Linked DNA regions of Triticum aestivum: region 2 is linked to region 1. The links are chromatin contacts, called in public Hi-C maps. All regions are on one chromosome and are shown on one strand. Each heading gives the region's core, a stretch centred on a gene start, on an enhancer-like site or on the middle of the called end of the contact. The rest is flanking DNA. Distances are from core to core; before and after follow the strand shown. Region 1 holds the start of LOC123137646 (homeobox-leucine zipper protein ROC5). Region 2 holds the start of LOC123137648.

Region 1 (5,777 bases), core at 1,968-4,467:
GATGTCATCAAAAAGTGATGCGTACATATAAGACAGCGTGTGAGCAAGGTGTTCGAGAAATGGAAGAACCTCCCCCACACACACACAGTTCCTGGATCATTGACTAATTGCTCCTGAAAGTGATCGCATAACTCACAGGACTACTATTTACTTCAACAAACTAATAAAAGAGATCTATCATTGTGTTTTCACAAGAAAACGAGTTATTTCTCACTTGTGCACAACCAGTTTTTAAAGCAAATCAGTTTCCTTAATCAGGTCCACATATTAAGAACAGCTCAAGATCTGTGCAAAGCTGAGGTACACAGACATAACAAAGGAAATGAGCAAGTGTCGCAGATTTCAACATGTCAGGAACACCTTGAAAAAATACAAGACAATAAGTTACCCAAGGTGCTCCATCCAAGGGGTAGAAGCATCTAATCCCCTAGAAAAGTTGGTGGTTCAATTAAACAAGCAGATCAACATGCTTGGGTAATTGTGTTGGATCCATAGAAATGTTTAATTATTCCGGGTAGCTTGTTTAACCAATCTCCTCGTTGACCAATTGATTTGTTTATGTGGGTGGTGGGTTCATGACCCTAACTAATCAATTAGGCCTTGACTTGTGAACACTATGTTGCATGGGCATCATCAAATCACATTATAAATTAATCAGCAAGATAAAACAAACACTTCCGAAAACAACGCCACTCTCCCCAAATTCTAAGAGAAGGTACAGTGGTAGTGGAGAAGTAGTGGAAGTAACATGGTTACTTCTAATGCTCCCGGAAAACTTTGACCAGTTACTTTCGTGCAAATGTTCCAGTCGCAAACTACAGTGATCATAATGTTGGTTATTACCTTGCAGTAGCCATTGGGAGTATCTTGCATCACACAGCCGGAAGGTAGCCTCCTACACTTCAGGTTTGCGCCTGCGGATGTGGTAGCAGAATTTTGATTGCTCAACAATCCATCAATGGACACATCCACCACTGCCCAGGCACCCTCAGCCAGCTGCTTGCAAAACCTGAGAAAAATAACCTCCCTTATGGGTACCAGAGGTGAGAGCACCTGTAGCTCAGCCTTCATCTGTTGCAAGAAAAAACAAGTAAAAATTAGCAACTCAGACTCAGAGGTCACATGTGTGGACACCTTGCATACGATGGACACTGGGGACTGTTAGGCACTTACTAGCAGCAATGCTCCATTTCTGCTTCCACCAATGCCGTTAGACACCTCCTCAAGGATTGTGGCCTTAGCAATCATACATGAGAACATGTCGGACCACCGCCTCTGTGAAATGAATGGAGCAACATCAGCATACTAAGCATAATATAACCACCTTTTATAAATAGGAACAAATGTATGACGGGGAAAAGGTATGAGCTCGAACCTCGTCCATAAGGGTCTCTACAAGGGCAACACTATTGTCGATGATGACCAGGCCGGACTCCCTAGAGGCCTCAGACACAAATCCGGCAGGCTTCATGCCAATGCAATGCTGGGAGGAGTGGAGATACTCCTCAAAGTTGAGTGACTCCTTGTCCGGAAAACCAGGCAATCCCGTAACCCACAAAGGATCATCGGTCTGTGCCATCTTGACAAGTTCATCCATTGCACTGATTGCAAGCTCCAAGAACACAGACCTGTCAATGTCCACCATCGATGCTAAAGCAGACCCAGTTGCCCGTGCTGGTGTGATCACGGTGCCCATCGAGCTTGAGGCACCCCCGGCATACTCACTCATCATACCGTGCATCGAAGGCTGCATAGACCCTATGCCACCGATTCCCCCGACTGCTAGCTCCAGTGACGAGTTCGGCAGGGGCATCGACAGGTGTGGCTGCAGCTGGAGTGGCGACAGAAGGGACACGGGCTTGCCGAGGAACTTGGTGGCGAGGGTGCAGACACGGTTGAGTTCGTCCTTGAGCCGTGCATTCTCCATGCGCAGGTGCTGTTCCTCCAGGGAGACCTCCCCAAGCATGGCCGGGCTGCCGCAGCCGCCGCACATTGGGGTGCGCATGGCCTCCCTGATGGTCAGGTTCTCCGTGCGCAGCTTTTCATTCTCCTGCTTCAGCAGCGCGTTCTCGTGCCGCTCCAGTTGCGTCTGGGCTCGGAAACGACGCGTCAGGATTCGCACGAGACCACGGGCCAAATGAGAAATGGATCGCGGATGGTAAATCTACCTTCATCTGCGTGCGGCGGTTCTGGAACCAGAACTTGACCTGCCGCGCGTCGAGGGAGAGTCTCTTGCTGAGCTCTGCGCGCTGCTTCTCGTCCGGGTGGGGGCACTCCTTGAACAGCCTACACGAGGCGGAGAGGACGACGAACCCATGCATGAGAGGACAAGAGGAAAAAGGCGGAGAGAGAAGGTGGATGCAAATAGCTTTGGGCGGTGGCTCTTACGCTTCGAGCTCCTGGATCTGCTGCGGCGTGTGGCGGTGGTAGCGCTTCTTCCGCTTGCGGGGGTTGCTGCCGCTGGGCTCGGCGTCGTCGTCGTCGTCGCCGACGCCGGAGATGGCGTCCAGGTGGTCGCTCCCTGACCGGCTGTCGTTCTGCGCCTCCGCGTCCCTGGCCATCGCGCCGCCCGCGCCGTCAGCAAACATCCGCCCGCCTATGCCGCCGTCTCGGCCGCCGGCGTTGTCCTGAAAACGTAAAAAACTCCACCAATCACCCACCACGGCAAGGTGAAGCAAAGCGAAAGAGCGTTCCGGCCGTGACGAGCGCCGAACGCGTACCAGCCCGAGGGAGAGCGCGGGCGAGGACGAGAAGGCGCCGGCGTAAGGGAACTGCATGCCGCCGCCTCCGCCGCCGCCGTCGAAGAGGCCCCCGAAGCTCATCCTCCCACGTCCCCCGGGAGGAGCAGACACGACACGAGTGCAGACCCGCGTCGCCTTTTCACCGTCTCTATCCTGTGTCCCAAAAAGGGCCTGCGCCTGGATCTGCACACCTCACGACCCGAATCCTCGGCCGCGGCTCTGGACGGGGTGGAGATATAGAGAGAGAGAGACTCGCCCCGCCTCGCCTCGGCCACCCTCTTTCTACTACCACTGCTACTTCTACGAGATTAGGCTCCTCCTCAAAACCCTAACCCTCCACGGCGAGGGGAGGATTAGAATAAGGGAGGAGAGGCGAGGGCGAGGCGGGCGAGCGAGCGAGAGCCGGCGATTAAAGAAAGCTTTATGCACGGGGGGATGGGAACGGGAGGGTCAAAATGGCAAGACGACGATACGAGGGGGGCGATGGGGGGAGGACTCCCCGGGTGTGGACGCACGGAAAAGGGGTGGGGAGAAACGCGAGGCGCTGACGCTGATGCAGCGCAGTCAAACGGGCGGTGCGGTGCCTGTTTTTTGTTGCCTTCCGGCGCTCCGCTTACTTTCTTGCGCGGAGCCGCGGAGGGCCGTCCGGTCCGGGCCCGTTTCGTCCCCGCCTCCACGGCGTCGTGTGCTAGCTCCTCTGGCCCGACCAGCGCAGCGGCTCCTTTGGGATGCGTTTGGATGCTGGGCTATCCCTCCATGGGACAGGGATAGCAGTTTTTTAAGTGGATAGCAGTCGTTTGTTTCACGGGCGAGTTGGGATAGGGATGGCTAGATGCTTCGAATATTCGTCCAAAACTCGGCTCCGCGGGTCCGCGAAAATCTCGCGGATGTGGGCATCCCGCGCGCGCGGGGGGCGCGAAGGGAGCCCGTGAAACGTTTTTCAGCGCCGTCTCGTTTCATTCGCCTCCCACAAAAGGGCAACCTTATCTCTTTTCCCCTTTCCATTTCACTTCTCTCCTGTCCAGTGGCGGCGGCAGATCGAAGCCCGACGACGGCGGTGAGTGCGTAGCGGCGCCAGCAGATCGAAGCCCGACGACGGCGGTGAGTGCGCAGCGTCGTGGCTCTCTCCTTCTTTTCCTCCGCTCCTCATCTGCCATCAGAGGTCATGGTGGCGGCGGCCAGCCAGGTGAGTGCCGCGCGCGGCCGCCGGAGGCCTGAGGATAGCGGCGCCGTCCCTGCTTCTCTCCGGCCGGCGCGCCTGCTGTGCGCCCCGTGCGCGGGTGCTGCGCCGGCCCTGCATCTGTCCGGCAAGTGCGCATGCTGTGCGCCGCGTGAGAGCAGATGTTGTGCGCGGTACGCCGGCCTGCTAGCTGCTTGGCCCTGCTTGCTGCGTGGATCTTGCTAGCTCTGCAGCCAAACTTGCTTTGTGTACTGCGGCGGCCAGATGTACTGATGTGTGCTTTCTCCATTGATTTTCTATCCAACATGCTAATCTTTTTTTGTTGTTTCTTTGTGCTGCAGTAGCTCAGGTCAAAGGCAGGTCAAAGGCGACAGGGAAGTCAGGGACTACTACATCTTCCTATCGTTGATTTTCTCTCCAAAATCTAAGGTAACTTGTTAACTGCTCCTCCTATGTACTGCTTGACAGAGGATGTACATGTTGACTTGTTCCTGCTGAAGTTATATCATTTGTACTATTATATTGTAGATGGACAAAAAGACAAAGATGTTAATTTGTGCGGCAGTGGCACAATGGTTTATCAATATGATAGCTTTGGTTGTTCAATCTAGAAAAAGAAAAAGGAGAGAAGCAATTACATATGCCCCAATCGATGAGAGAGATAGGATGAGAAGAGAGTACTTTGATAACAAAGTATGGAAAAATGATACAACTAGTGTGAACATGCTCAGGCTTCGGAGGGCACCATTCTTTCGGTTTTGTCAACTCTTTAGAGATCGCAATTTGCTAAAAGACACAGTCCATATGTCTATTGAGCAACAAGTAGCAATGTTTTTGCACACCATTGGTCATAATGTCAGGAATAGGGTAATTGGAGGGAATTTCGGTAGATCCGGGGAAGTTGTTAGCCGGTATTTCCATAGAGTACTCCATGCAATTGGTGAGCTTCGAGATGACCTTATTAGGAAGCCTTCATTGGAGACTCAAACCAAAGTAGAAGGAAACTACCGGTGGGATCCATACTTTAAGGTATGAGATTGAGTGACAACTACATTTTGTCATTGTAGAAACAAATCTGTTTAGATCCTAATTTTTTTGGGTGTTATTTCCATCAAATAGGATTGTATTGGAGCTATTGATGGCACACATGTACGTGCCTCTGTTACTCCTGATATGGAGCCTGCCTTTCGTGGTAGAAAGAAACATACTACTCAAAATGTGATGGCGGCTGTTGATTTTGATCTTCGATTCACATATGTGTTGGCTGGTTGGGAAGGGACAGCACATGATGCTACAGTTTTACGTGATGCTTTAATACGTGAAAACGGTCTACGTGTCCCACAAGGTAATAGATTAACTGTGTAGATACATGTTGTCAATGAGATTTTGGTATATATGTAAGTAACCCAAATGTTTGTCATACTTAGGAAAATTTTATCTAGTTGATGCTGGATATGGAGTCAAACCAGGGTTCTTGCCACCTTTTCGTGGTGTGAGGTACCATTTGAATGAGTGGGGAAACAATCCTGTGCAAAATGAGAAGGAGCTGTTCAACCTTAGGCATTCTTCTCTTCGCACAACCGTAGAACGTGCATTTGGGTCATTGAAGAGAAGATTCAAAATTCTTGATGATGCCACTCCATTCTTTCTTTATCCTACTCAAGTAGATATTGTTGTGGCTTGCTGCATCATTCAAAATTGGGTTCTAAATGATGGGATTGATGAATATATCATACCTGAGGATGAATGGGTGCCAAATATCACTCATGCTTCAACATCAACTGGACAAGCAGAAGAACATGCATACATGGTTAACTTTAGGCAAGGCCTTGCTGATCAAATGTGGGAAGACCGAC
Region 2 (5,573 bases), core at 816-3,315, 340 kb before region 1:
GATGAACTCCTTTTGAATGCATGCTGAACAAAATTTCTATACATGATGAACATTTTTTTATACATACTGAACATTTTTTCAATGTATGGTGAACATTTTTCTTCAATACGGTGAACAAAAATTTGGAATTCAAAACTATTTTTGAAACGTGGACAAAATTCGAAAACATGAACAAAATTTGGAGAAAACGAGCTGGCGTATTTTGAAGAAAACTTCATTGGAAAGAAAGTTCATACAATTGAAAAAAAAGTTCGTCGATTTTGAAAAAGACAGAAAAAGGAAAAAGAAAAAGAAAAGGCAAAAAGAAAGAACAATAGAAAAAAAGAAAAAGAAAAACACGTGAGAAGTAAAGAGAAAAGAGGAATTAGATAGTCACAGAAGGTGGCTTGGCTGTGTTGGTTAGCGCGTTCTATAGAGAACCCCGCGGCGCTGGTTCGATTCCCTGTGACGCCGCGCCGTTTAGGATTTGCCAAGAAAACAACCCCGCAGCGAGGAAAATCGACCTAGTTAGGCCGGCCAAACAGTGCGTTCCCATGTGCGTTGGAATAGGAAATTCCACATTCTTTTGCTTAGTGATTACAGTCTTATTCCCTTACTGATAACCTTATTAAAAAATATTGCACCGCCTTGCATAGCAACCACGAACCGATTGGCAAGTTTATGGAAAAGATCTGCACAGTTGCATAAATATCATGCATATGGTGAGCAACGGACACATTTTATGAAGAGGGCTCCTTAAGATAAATGAAGATGAACTAGCGCATCACCAACATACACACCATGCCCCGCCATGAAAGGCACATTGACAAAGACAAATATCGGCATGACTGCACAGATCTGGAAAACACCACTTCCACTACGACGCATACAACTTTGGACTTTGGAGGCTACGATCCTAGAAGGAAACTTATCACTCTAGCTAGCTTGTTAACTTCAGATTCATGGGACGCAACCTGCAAATCACATAGAGCAAAAAACAAAAATAGAGATGTCAGTACTTTTTTTTCGAACCTTGTCTTCTCTTATGATCTACTCCCTCTGTCCGGAAATAACTGTCGCTCAAACTGATTTATCTAAGCGTACTTCAGAGCTAGATACATCTGTTTGAGCGACATTTATTCTAGTACTGCTAGATACATCCTTTTGAGCGACATTTAATACCGGACGGATGAAGTACATGTGTATCATCTTGATGCAACGATATGAGTCAATAAAAAGCACGGTTTGTTGAAATTATTTTGGATGGAGAAACAAATCTACATGTAATTGTAAGAGACACATCATGTTATGGTATCTATGCATAAGCATGCATGCTATACGTTCTCTTTTTTATTGTTGCAAAAGGCATGTTATGCATTCGTAGAGCTTGAATAAGGAAATGAACCTACCGTGACACCCCTATTTGTGAAGTTTAGCCCATGACTATACTTTTTTTTAGGGAGCCCATGACTATATTATGGTGGAAAAGGTAAACGAAACAAATCATGTGCGAGCAGACGCTCACGATTTACTGAACGTTACGTGCAACGAGTACAGCCGTGTGGATGAGACACGTGTTGATGTTCTTTGTGGTGGAGTTGTATAACCGGCGTGCTTGCTGCGGAAGGAAAGAATGATCCTAGTCATAGATCGACCAACCTGCGTCATTTTGCGTCGCGGGCTGCAGGCCGGGAGGGTCCCCGGCGGTTGGACTCCACGGCGCTATCGGGGAGGGGGCGATCCAGCGGGAGCTGGCCGCGGCCGCCGGCGGGCGGCGGCCCCCGGTGGCAGAGCCTGCGCGACGCCCGCCGCTCCTCGCTGACGCCGGCGGCGCCCACGAGGACCTCCTGCACGAAGGAGCGCTCCACGCCGTTGAGGAACGCCGCGTGCCGCTCCTCCGTCCACCCCTCGCCGCGCGCCAGCACCGCCAGATGATCGTCCATCCGATCCACGGCCACGTACGGGTGGGCGCGCCGGACGGCCCGAGGGTAGCGGAGGACGTACGCAGGCTCGCTCTCCTCGACGACGGCCAAGGGCGAACGTTATATGGGGCCGCACACGCCACCCGGACGAAATAAATATCTAGCCAGCCGACAAGGCCGTATGTAAACGCGCGGCGTGCATATACTCGTTACTCCCTCCGTTGAAAAAAGTTTGTCCCTTAAAGTGATGTATCTAGCATCAAATTAGCGTCAGATATATCTATTTAAATGATAAGCTTGGGACAAATTTTTTCAGACAGAGAGAGTACAAACTTAAACCAGTACTGATCCTACTTGTTACTAGTAGTGCGTATTCGCTAGCTATATCTAATATCATTTTCAAGCGTATCATATCAGCATGGCGAGGCTAGGCTGGCGGGCCACGAGGAATGCGACGTGCGGCGTGTCGCATGTACCGTTGAGGGCTTATCTCCTGCAGATATTTAGTCTGCGTGACGCGAGTGAGCGTTACGGACGGGCGGCTACGCAGCAAGTCCTTGGGGACAAAAGTGTGCCGCGCTTTAAACAAAAGTTCTGCGCTTTTCCTGATCCACTCCACTGCATATGCCGTGTTCAAAAGGGCCCGAGAAATATCTTGAGCGAACTATACGGAACACCCCCCAAAAAAGGATATGGAACCCCAACTTAAAAAAAACCGTATGTCGAAATTTATAAGTTCTCTTTGATTGCGTAATCGCAATATTTGCGCTAATAATTGTCACCCCATCCAAATTATCCATATGCTGCAAAAACTGACCGACTACCGTGGATGCAGGAGGAATAAGGCGTCAGTATTCATAGAGACTAGGATGCATTTTTAGTTTCTGTATGAAGGCATATGCTACTTAATATATGGCCTTTGAACTTTTCACAAATATTTTGAATGAAAATTCAAATTTTTGCCCACATTTTGACCAAATTTGACTGTAATTCAAAGTTTCCAAAATTATTTAAATCAATTCTAGAAAATAATAAATTTTAGAAAATTTTAAACAATGAATATTGTGGAAAAGTTTCGGCTCAACTGGATAAGGAGTTTGAGAATAATTATTCTAAAGTTTGGGGTTGGCCAAATTATGGAAAATTTGAAACTTCCCAAATACATGAGAAAATATAGAAAATCATAAATAGTTCATGAACCCCGATAACGCCCGAACGTTTGGGATTTGGCTATGGCGAATGTTTTCGATGACAATTTTAGTTGGCAAGCATGACAACACCGTGCTCAGTGTTTTTCTTTTTTTTTTGCTAGAAATTTGCCCTACGTGTTAACTAAACTTGTCATTCTCGCGTCACAAAAATTGCCATCCAAACATTTGATTTGCCTTGGTCAAATCCCAAACGTTCACCAAGTGACCGGGTGAGATAAATCAAGGAGATCTACACCAAAACTCTCAAACACAACACTATACAAAGCAAATAGGCAAACGTGACTTCTTGACATGGTTTCACTAATGGGCATTTACAAGATTACAACGCTATGGTATTGTGTAACAAACAGTTTTAGCTGATATACACCACAATGTGTAACTTCAATACACAATGACTACCATGACCATATATAAATACACAAATTAACATGAATCATACTTCCTTTGTTATATTAGCTAGGGCGCTCAAATTCACAATCAGGAGTTTATCATGGATAAGTACCGTTGTCGTGACATGAGTCGCCCGTCGAATACTTGGATTTTGGAGATTTATACTTCTTCACTACCACTGCTGCTGCTGTTTTTCCGCACATTCAACTTGCACAAAGGGCAAGTTGCATTGATGTGAAGCCACTTGTCAATGCAAGCGCAGTGGAAATGGTGGCCACAAGGGAGTTCACGCAGCTCCGCGCCATCATCATACACTGAAAGGCAGATGCAGCACTCCTGCATCGACCAAGTAGATGATGAATCATTTCAAAATAAAGTTAGTATATGAGCTCACAGAAAAGCAGAAGCAATGCACAGATAAAGCACTTAAGCTGAAACAGGACCAACAGGCTCAGGATGATGGTGCTAAAAGAAATGCACTTCAGCTAAAGAGCTGATAATTCATTAATCTGGTTTCTAGTACAACAAAAAACCATTCGGAACAAAGTAATTTTGACGCTAAAACCTAGGTGTATGTGCAAGGATTTGTTATGTGCACAAAGAAAAGCAATCGCTACAAAGACTATAAACATGTTTTATCAAAATGTACAAGTCAATTAATAGTAAGCATAGGTTCATTTGTTTATGACTAGATAATTGCCCATGCGTTGCAATTGGACCACAAATATTGTGTACACAGTAACCGTGATTTACCTTCCATTTTATTAGCAATATGGCTTTGTACCAAAAAAGTATTTCCAACTGAATCAGTACTTCTTGACTCACCAAAGATAACATGATTTTATTTGGTGAGCCAATAAGACGTGTTTAAGTTGAGGCAGTTTTCAAGAAAAAACAGCAAAACCGAAAACGGAGGTGGAGCGGGAAGGGAGGGCGAAGAAAACGACGTAAGACGGAACCTTGCATATTTTGAAGTAGGAAGAGAATCAGTACTTATTGGCTTGCCAAAGAAAACATGGGTTTATCTGGTAAGCCAATAAGACGTGGGGCAGTTGAGGTGGTTTTACTTCGGCAAAACCGAAAACGGAAGTGTGGTGTGGAAGCAGTACGAAAGAAACAAATGTAAGACAAGACCTTGCATATTTTCTAATTTCTTTATGATTTACGATATCAAATTTAGACTCAGATACCATATTAATGGGATAAATGAGTTCCACAGTTCTAGTAAGTGGGCCCACCACACTACAGCTTGAAATTCCTCTCCATCTGGATATTTGCAGCGAGGATTCACAGCATAACACCTTTTGCATTTCCCAATATTTAGTTATTTAAGGGAAATATTTCGTAGTTTTGTAGCTAAGCTGGCCTCCGTGAAAAACTGTGATATACACCCTCCTTTTGGTCTTGTCTTAAGTCAAACTTTTCTAAGTTTGACCAACTTTATAGAAAAAGTATCAACATATACAATACTAAATAAACTTTACAGAAAAAAAATTCCTGATAGATCTCGTGATACTGATTTGGTAGTGTAGATGTGAATATATTTTCTACAAACTTGGTCAAACTTAAAACAAAGTTGACTTGAGACAAGACTAAGTAGCCTTGTATAGACGAAAGGAGGGAGTAGCAAATATATTTTTTCTCCCAAGTTTCATACATGTAAATATATCATATAAAATCACGGAGTAAGTCGGTATAATAAAGTAGGTTCCACAAATTGTTCACATAAGCAGAAACCAGTTTGGCAAATAAATTTATACATTTCAAGGACAAAAGGTGGCGAACTTACTGCATCTTCAGCTGCAAGTACTTTCTCAATAGGTTGGTTAGTACCACACTCTATCATTATTCCACCAGAAGATTCAGTCATGGTGACAGATTGCTTTTCAGGCTCGCCCATCCTCCGAAATTTGTATTTCGGAATTTGGCGAATGTCATCTTCAGAAGCTCCCTCCTAGTATAAACAGATTGTGAAAAAAAGTGTGTCTGTCTACTTGATGAAAAAGGTTTATGCTTCATTTTTGTGTAGGCAGACTATACAAATGTAATGCAAGCCCAAAAAGTATTAAGA

Evidence for each region. A called contact is a pair of places that touch in the nucleus more often than the background predicts.
Region 2: a contact with region 1 is called in a Hi-C map of leaf, with 10 times the contacts expected there. The contact joins the promoter of LOC123137648 here to the promoter of LOC123137646 in region 1. A contact is called at or near these places in 2 of 5 Hi-C or Micro-C datasets (both in leaf) and 1 of 1 datasets of contacts at active chromatin or transcription factors (leaf).

The regions. Positions count from the first base shown.
Region 1 is chr6B:493,708,645-493,714,421 of IWGSC CS RefSeq v2.1, reverse strand. LOC123137646 (homeobox-leucine zipper protein ROC5) reads right to left here and starts at 3,217. Exons shown (of 9, transcript XM_044557467.1): 1 at 2,721-3,217; 2 at 2,389-2,627; 3 at 2,169-2,286; 4 at 1,376-2,089; 5 at 1,174-1,275; 6 at 844-1,071. The coding sequence starts at 2,822. LOC123134291 (protein ALP1-like) reads left to right here and starts at 3,528. Exons shown (of 4, transcript XM_044553561.1): 1 at 3,528-3,842; 2 at 4,263-4,350.
Region 2 is chr6B:494,044,353-494,049,925 of IWGSC CS RefSeq v2.1, reverse strand. LOC123137648 reads right to left here and starts at 2,065. Exons shown (of 2, transcript XM_044557470.1): 1 at 1,639-2,065; 2 at 658-953. The coding sequence starts at 1,922. The coding sequence ends at 1,644. LOC123137647 (E3 ubiquitin-protein ligase At1g63170) reads right to left here. Exons shown (of 5, transcript XM_044557468.1): 4 at 5,292-5,456; 5 at 3,382-3,838. The coding sequence ends at 3,662.